2 separate regions of the Anas platyrhynchos genome follow, and region 2 is linked to region 1. Evidence: chromatin contacts called from public Hi-C data. All regions are on one chromosome and are shown on one strand. The core of a region is the stretch at or near the end of the contact, and the rest is flanking DNA. Distances in the headings are between cores, read along the strand shown. Region 1 overlaps RAPH1 (Ras association (RalGDS/AF-6) and pleckstrin homology domains 1). Region 2 holds the start of RAPH1 (Ras association (RalGDS/AF-6) and pleckstrin homology domains 1).

Evidence for each region. A called contact is a pair of places that touch in the nucleus more often than the background predicts.
Region 2: a contact with region 1 is called in a Hi-C map of subcutaneous adipose tissue, with 1.6 times the contacts expected there. The contact joins the promoter of RAPH1 here to the enhancer-like site in region 1. A contact is called at or near these places in 3 of 8 Hi-C or Micro-C datasets (liver, skeletal muscle and subcutaneous adipose tissue).

The regions. Positions count from the first base shown.
Region 1 is chr7:26,200,806-26,203,505 of IASCAAS_PekinDuck_T2T, reverse strand. All of the region lies in intron 5 of RAPH1 (Ras association (RalGDS/AF-6) and pleckstrin homology domains 1), which reads left to right. Among named protein-coding and RNA genes, the nearest start is that of RAPH1, 45 kb to the left of the region's middle. Within about 2 kb of position 1,260, at least 3 of the 8 cell types and tissues checked have an H3K27ac peak or open chromatin away from gene starts, as enhancers often do. A contact at or near this core is called in subcutaneous adipose tissue, where this site is marked.
Region 2 is chr7:26,246,122-26,248,821 of IASCAAS_PekinDuck_T2T, reverse strand. RAPH1 (Ras association (RalGDS/AF-6) and pleckstrin homology domains 1) reads left to right here and starts at 1,408. Exons shown (of 17, transcript XM_038182490.2): 1 at 1,408-2,287.

The DNA of each region.
Region 1 (2,700 bases), core at 11-2,510:
AGGTTTGTAAAGGAATTTGAATCCACAAAATAAGACTTCATGTTATGATCAAACAACTGAGAACTGGCCTTCTGGTTGTGTCAGTTTTGCGCATCCTGGTTAGCAGTTAGGCTGTAATAGCATAATAATAGTTGCCTGTCAATAGAAAGACAAATCTTCAGTTATAGTTAACAAAACTTACTCTTAACATTGGTTACATTTGCTTATTTTGGATATTTTGCTTAACCTCATGTTCTTAAAAGTTGTAGATTTTAGGCCAGCAGTATCAGTCTTTGTTTTTTTTGTTTGTTTTAAAGAATAAAGGTTGTCCATATGTCCTATCTACTCCTAACTGAAAAGGTGTATCTGTGACTTTAACTCCACAGTTGTGCATACCCATTCTCTTCTAGTGATGGAGTTCTTGATTTGATATCTACAGGCCTGTTGTTTTTTTTTGTTCTTTTTCCTTTTAGTCTTCCAACTTAACTAACGCATCTCTTTTTGGACAGGTCAGACAACTATTTTCCATGAAATAATAGTCAGCTTTACTTTTTTCCTGCTTTGCGTTTTCTTTTGGGAAAACTCCACTGCTTGAAACCTCATCCCTGCAGACAAATTTTATTTGTGATTTTTGTGTTTGGTTTTATGCTAATTTAAGTCTTTTCTGCTGATTTGAGCAGTCTTTCCCCACCTTGTGTTGGCTCTGGTGTTTGTGCAGCTGCCTAGTGATTCCAATAATTTTCTGGTCTTCCTGCAAAATAATCCTCCCTGTTGTCCATGCAAGAGAGATCTGTGAACACGTGACTTGGGATTGGGATTGACTTCCCTGTGGCAATTTTGCCTTAAATTTCTGTGTCCCAAGCAACTTGTGTTCAACGTAGAACTATCACAACCTGTCTACTCTTTCTCTTGACCTGGGAGGCATGCGGACTAACAAATAGTGCATCTCATGCACATGGTGCAGCAGTTCCTTAATTTGGAATGTCCACAGACCTGTTTCTTAAACTGCATCAAGTTTCAATAGGCTTGGACTGTAACAGCCAAAACTGGAATGAAGTTATAAGGGTCCATAGCAGTTAATGAATACTTGCTGTAAATAGGATTTTGTGAGTCCTGATCGTTGTGTGGTGTTTTTCTTAAGTTGCAGAACTGAATGCTTGGAGTTAGGAAATTCCAATTGCTTGCAGTGAAACAGAGTTGCACAAGTTCCAGGAGGGATGGTCTCTTGGGAGCACAGAGTAATAGCTCTGGATTCTCACTTCCAGTGTCTGGCTCCAATATGCTGTGCAGCAGCCAGGCATTGCAGTTGTAAGAAAGCTGCTGTGTTCTCCTCCCATGGGCCCAAGCATTCTTGAACTTGACCAGTCTTTTGTTCAAGGATAGTTGTTTGCAGCCCATTTGAAAGGCTGGGCAGTTCTGTGTGAGAAGATGCAGCCTTGAGGTTTTTAGTTGTGGTGGTCTGGACTTCAATGAGGCTTTGTGGACTACAGTTTTAATTCTTAAAGCTCCTGCTCGGGCAAATTTGGTTAACTTCCAATGGACCAGCAGAGAAGAGACAGTATGTGAGGCTGCTCCTGTCAATAAACTGTTAGGTGGTCAGGCATACAGAGGTATTAAAGCCTTAAAACTACCTTTATGTTGAATAAATGACTAGTAATAATTCTATAACAAATTTGTTATAAATTTCTTAGTGGTTATAGTTCGGAAACTTTTTTTTATAAGCAACTGAAAATACGTCTTGTATATGGAAGTATCAGGCAGCTGTTATCTAACGGTGCCACTTCAGTTTCTAAGTGGCATAGGTGTATTCCTTTTCTGAGGTCTTGATAAGAATAAACTATAACCCCTTTTGCATTTTTCATCTGTCAAAACCTGTGTAACTCAGTTACCAAAATTAATATGCCTGAAAATAAATACTTTAGTACCTTTGAGGAAAAGGAGCAAGGATTAGATGGCACACTGAATGGAAATCTTTAGGCACTGCTTTTTAGTAGTTCAATTTTTGGTACTGCAGAATGTTCAAAATGTTCAGTTTTTGATACTGCGCACTTAAAAGCATGTCTGTGTCATGACTGAATATTTTGTCCTGAGACATGCATTTGTTTTATTCTCCTTTCTTCTCTTATCAATGATTAGGGAAATAGAGAAATACTTTCACTGGATTTCATTTTAAAATAATTTGCAATATGACAGTGCTCAGTTCTAGTATAGTATGTCCAGCTGAAAGTAAGATTAATCTGCATCCGCTTTTTTCTTGTTATACTTAGTAATTGTCACCAAAGTGTATTTTTGTTACTTGTATGAAGGAACTTATGTGGAAATTATATGAACTTGTATGAAGTGACAGTTTCGTTGTTGTTTTTTTTTTTGGTAGTATTTAGAGAACTGAACTCTCAGTTGTTGACTTAGTGAACAATTGACTGTGCAAAGAGAATGCTACCTGAGTTTGTTTTTTGCTGAGTATGCCTACAGATGTTTTACTTCAGTACTTAAGTTAGTGACTGTTCTGCTCTCATTGTGGTTGAGAACATAATCACATTCTCTTTCCCTTCCAATAGGAGCAGAAAACCTGAATCTCTTATTGTCTTTAAGTCATCGATCATTTATACATACAAAATTGGGATAAGGGACACTGAAACTTTTTAATGTTGTTTTGTTTCTTTTGCTTCCATTAATTGTCATTATTATGCTTTTTTCTTCCTTCTGATTGAGAATAAACCA
Region 2 (2,700 bases), core at 159-2,658, 45 kb before region 1:
CACAGGTGTTCAAATACATCTGTGAGGGCCAGGATTTTCCTCAGAGGACCTAAAAAGGAACCAGTAAGTCAGCTGTGTGGAATAAAGAGTAGCGGAGGGTAAAAAAAAATCATGGAGGAAAAGGGAACTTCATGTAAGATGAAACTTCATCAGGTGCCTGGTGCAGTCAGTTAATTGCAGCCTTTGTATCCCAAATGACAAAGCAAAACCTTCCAGAATACATTTTCAATATTATTTTGTGCAGTGTATTTTCTATCTATGGAATCCAATTGCCATAGGCAGTCATCAAGACAAAGAGTTAAGTAGAATTAAAAAAAGGATTTAGGAAGCTTTGTGAGCAAAAGCAACATTTGCAGCTGCATGCGCTAGATTAAAACAGTGCAGGGGGCAAACAAGCTTCCTGCTTCAGCAACATAAGCTGATTGCTTTGAGGGTCAAGAAGAAATGTTTTCTTGCCATGTGTTAGCCCTGCTGGTTCATTGAGATTGTGGTGGGATGGTTTGACTTTTCACCAAGGAGCGCTCGCACTGATGAATGCTATGTTGATGCTATGATGAACGCTAGTCTGTGTTACAGCAACCATGGTATTCCCATAAAAAGAATCTCGGCTGATGAGTCCATAATGAATTTGATTGCTGACCTTGGCTCTGAAAGAGGCTTCCTCTCTGGCTGTAGGTAGCTTACTTTCTCTGTGCTCTAAATCATCACCTGGGAAATGGGAAGAGCGTACTTCTCTAGTTATCAGGAACACAATGAGGGGGAAGTACGTAAGAGGTGGTCGTCTTTTCACTCACCCATTCTGTGCTTTGGATTCAGACCTGCCATCCCACTGTAAATCAGGAGTATTTTAGCTAGTATTAGTCAAGATTTTTCCTGATTTATTCTGATGAAATGAGTTCAGAAGATGGTGCTTTCACATTCACATGTGAATGTGAATGTCACATGTTTGTGGAGCTCCTGTTTGAACTTGCTCTCACACAAACAGCAGCAGCCTGTCCTACAAAGGAAAGTAGCCCTGAGAAAGTCTCGTGGCCGTAGTCTAGAACAGGAGCAGTTTCTACAGCAGATTATGTATCACGATGGCTGGCTTGAGGCCCCAGAAGCTCCTGCCCAAGTCTTCACTCCCGTTGTGGACTTCTGTTGCCATTGCACCTGTTGCTTTGGTGTCCAGTTCTCTTCAGGTGTTTAATCTGAACAACAGGTAACAGCTGAGAGAAGACATTTCTCAAGTACTGGCTGAACCACCTGAATTATTTATGTTCATGGCTACAGGAGCTACACCTGTTGCTAATACCACAATACTTCATCATAACTCCTGTTTGGAAACACCACTACAGCTAGCTGAGCAGCAAGAAATACAGCATAGGTCAAGCAAGTTATTGATGCACAAGAAAGGTTTTTAATGACTTTGAACCTTGAACACTTTAGCTGGCAAAAATCTAAGAACAGATGGAAAGAGTCAAACACTTTTTCTCCTCCTTAGAGCGGTCAGGGGTCACAGGCACAAGGCGTTGTGTGATGGGGCAGCAGTGTGTGTGTGTACCCGTGCACGCACACACATGCAGAGCTGTGATGGACAGGGTCAGAATCCCCCGTGCCACCCTGGAGACCTGCCCCAGCATTTCGGGCAGGTCCGTGCTGCTGCCTTCCCCAGCCCTGCCGCACTCAGGGGGCAGCGGCTCCGCTCCGCGCCCAGCCCCGTCCCGCTGCCAGCTGCGGCTCTGCCACAGCCGGGGCACGGCACGCGCTGCCCGCGCCAACCGCCCAACGGTCCCCCGCGCGCCAACCGCCCCCGCGCGCCAACCGCCTCAACGGTCACCCCCGCGCGCCCAACGGTCACTCCCGCGCCCGCCGCCTCAGGGAGGGCCTCGGTCGCCCCCCGGGCGCTGGCGTTGAGGCGGGGCGAGGCGAGGCGCGGCCTCCGCGCGCCGGAAGTCGGGCGGCGAAGGGGGGGAGCGCGGAGCGGCGGCGGGGAGCGGCCAGCCGGGAGCGGCGAGCGGGGCTGGGCAGGGCAGGGCAGGGAGGGAGCGGCGCTGCCCGAGCCCGGCGCGGACGTGCTGCGGCTGCCGGGCGGAGGCGGTGCGGCGGAAACAAGCAGCGGGGAAGGAAGGGAGCGGCGGCGGGAGCCGGGAGTCGCGGCCACCATTAGCGGCGGGAGGAGCAGCAGCAGCAGCAGCAGCAGCAGCAGCCGCGGGGGGCTGCGGGCGGAGCGCGGTGCCGCCGCCTCGCCCCTGCGCCTCACGGACACCGCCGCTGCCCGCCGGGGGCTCCCCGCAGCTGAGGCGAGGTGAGCGGGGAGACGCCTTAAGGGGGGTGTTGGGGGGGGGGGCTGCTTCCTGCCCGGCGGGTGGGGGGCGAAACAAGGCGGCGAAATGCCGGGGGGTGGGTGGGTGTACGTGGGCGCCCCCCCGCGCGGAGCGCCCCTCGGAACGGGCTGGGGAGCGAGCCGGGGCTGCGGCGTGTGGCACCCAGACAATGTCAGCGCGGGGAGTCCCCGCCCTGTGCAGCCGCAGGCAGGCGGCTCCCCGACACCGCCACCGGCACCGGCACCGCCGTGCTGGCAGCCGCCGGCTCGCACCGCGCTCAGCTCGCGTCTGGAGCCGCTCGGGCTGGGCGCTGCAGCCCTGTGGGCGCCGTGGGCGCCGTGGTTTAGGTTTTGTGGTGTTTTTGTTTTTTTTTTTTTTTTTTTTTGGGGGTGCG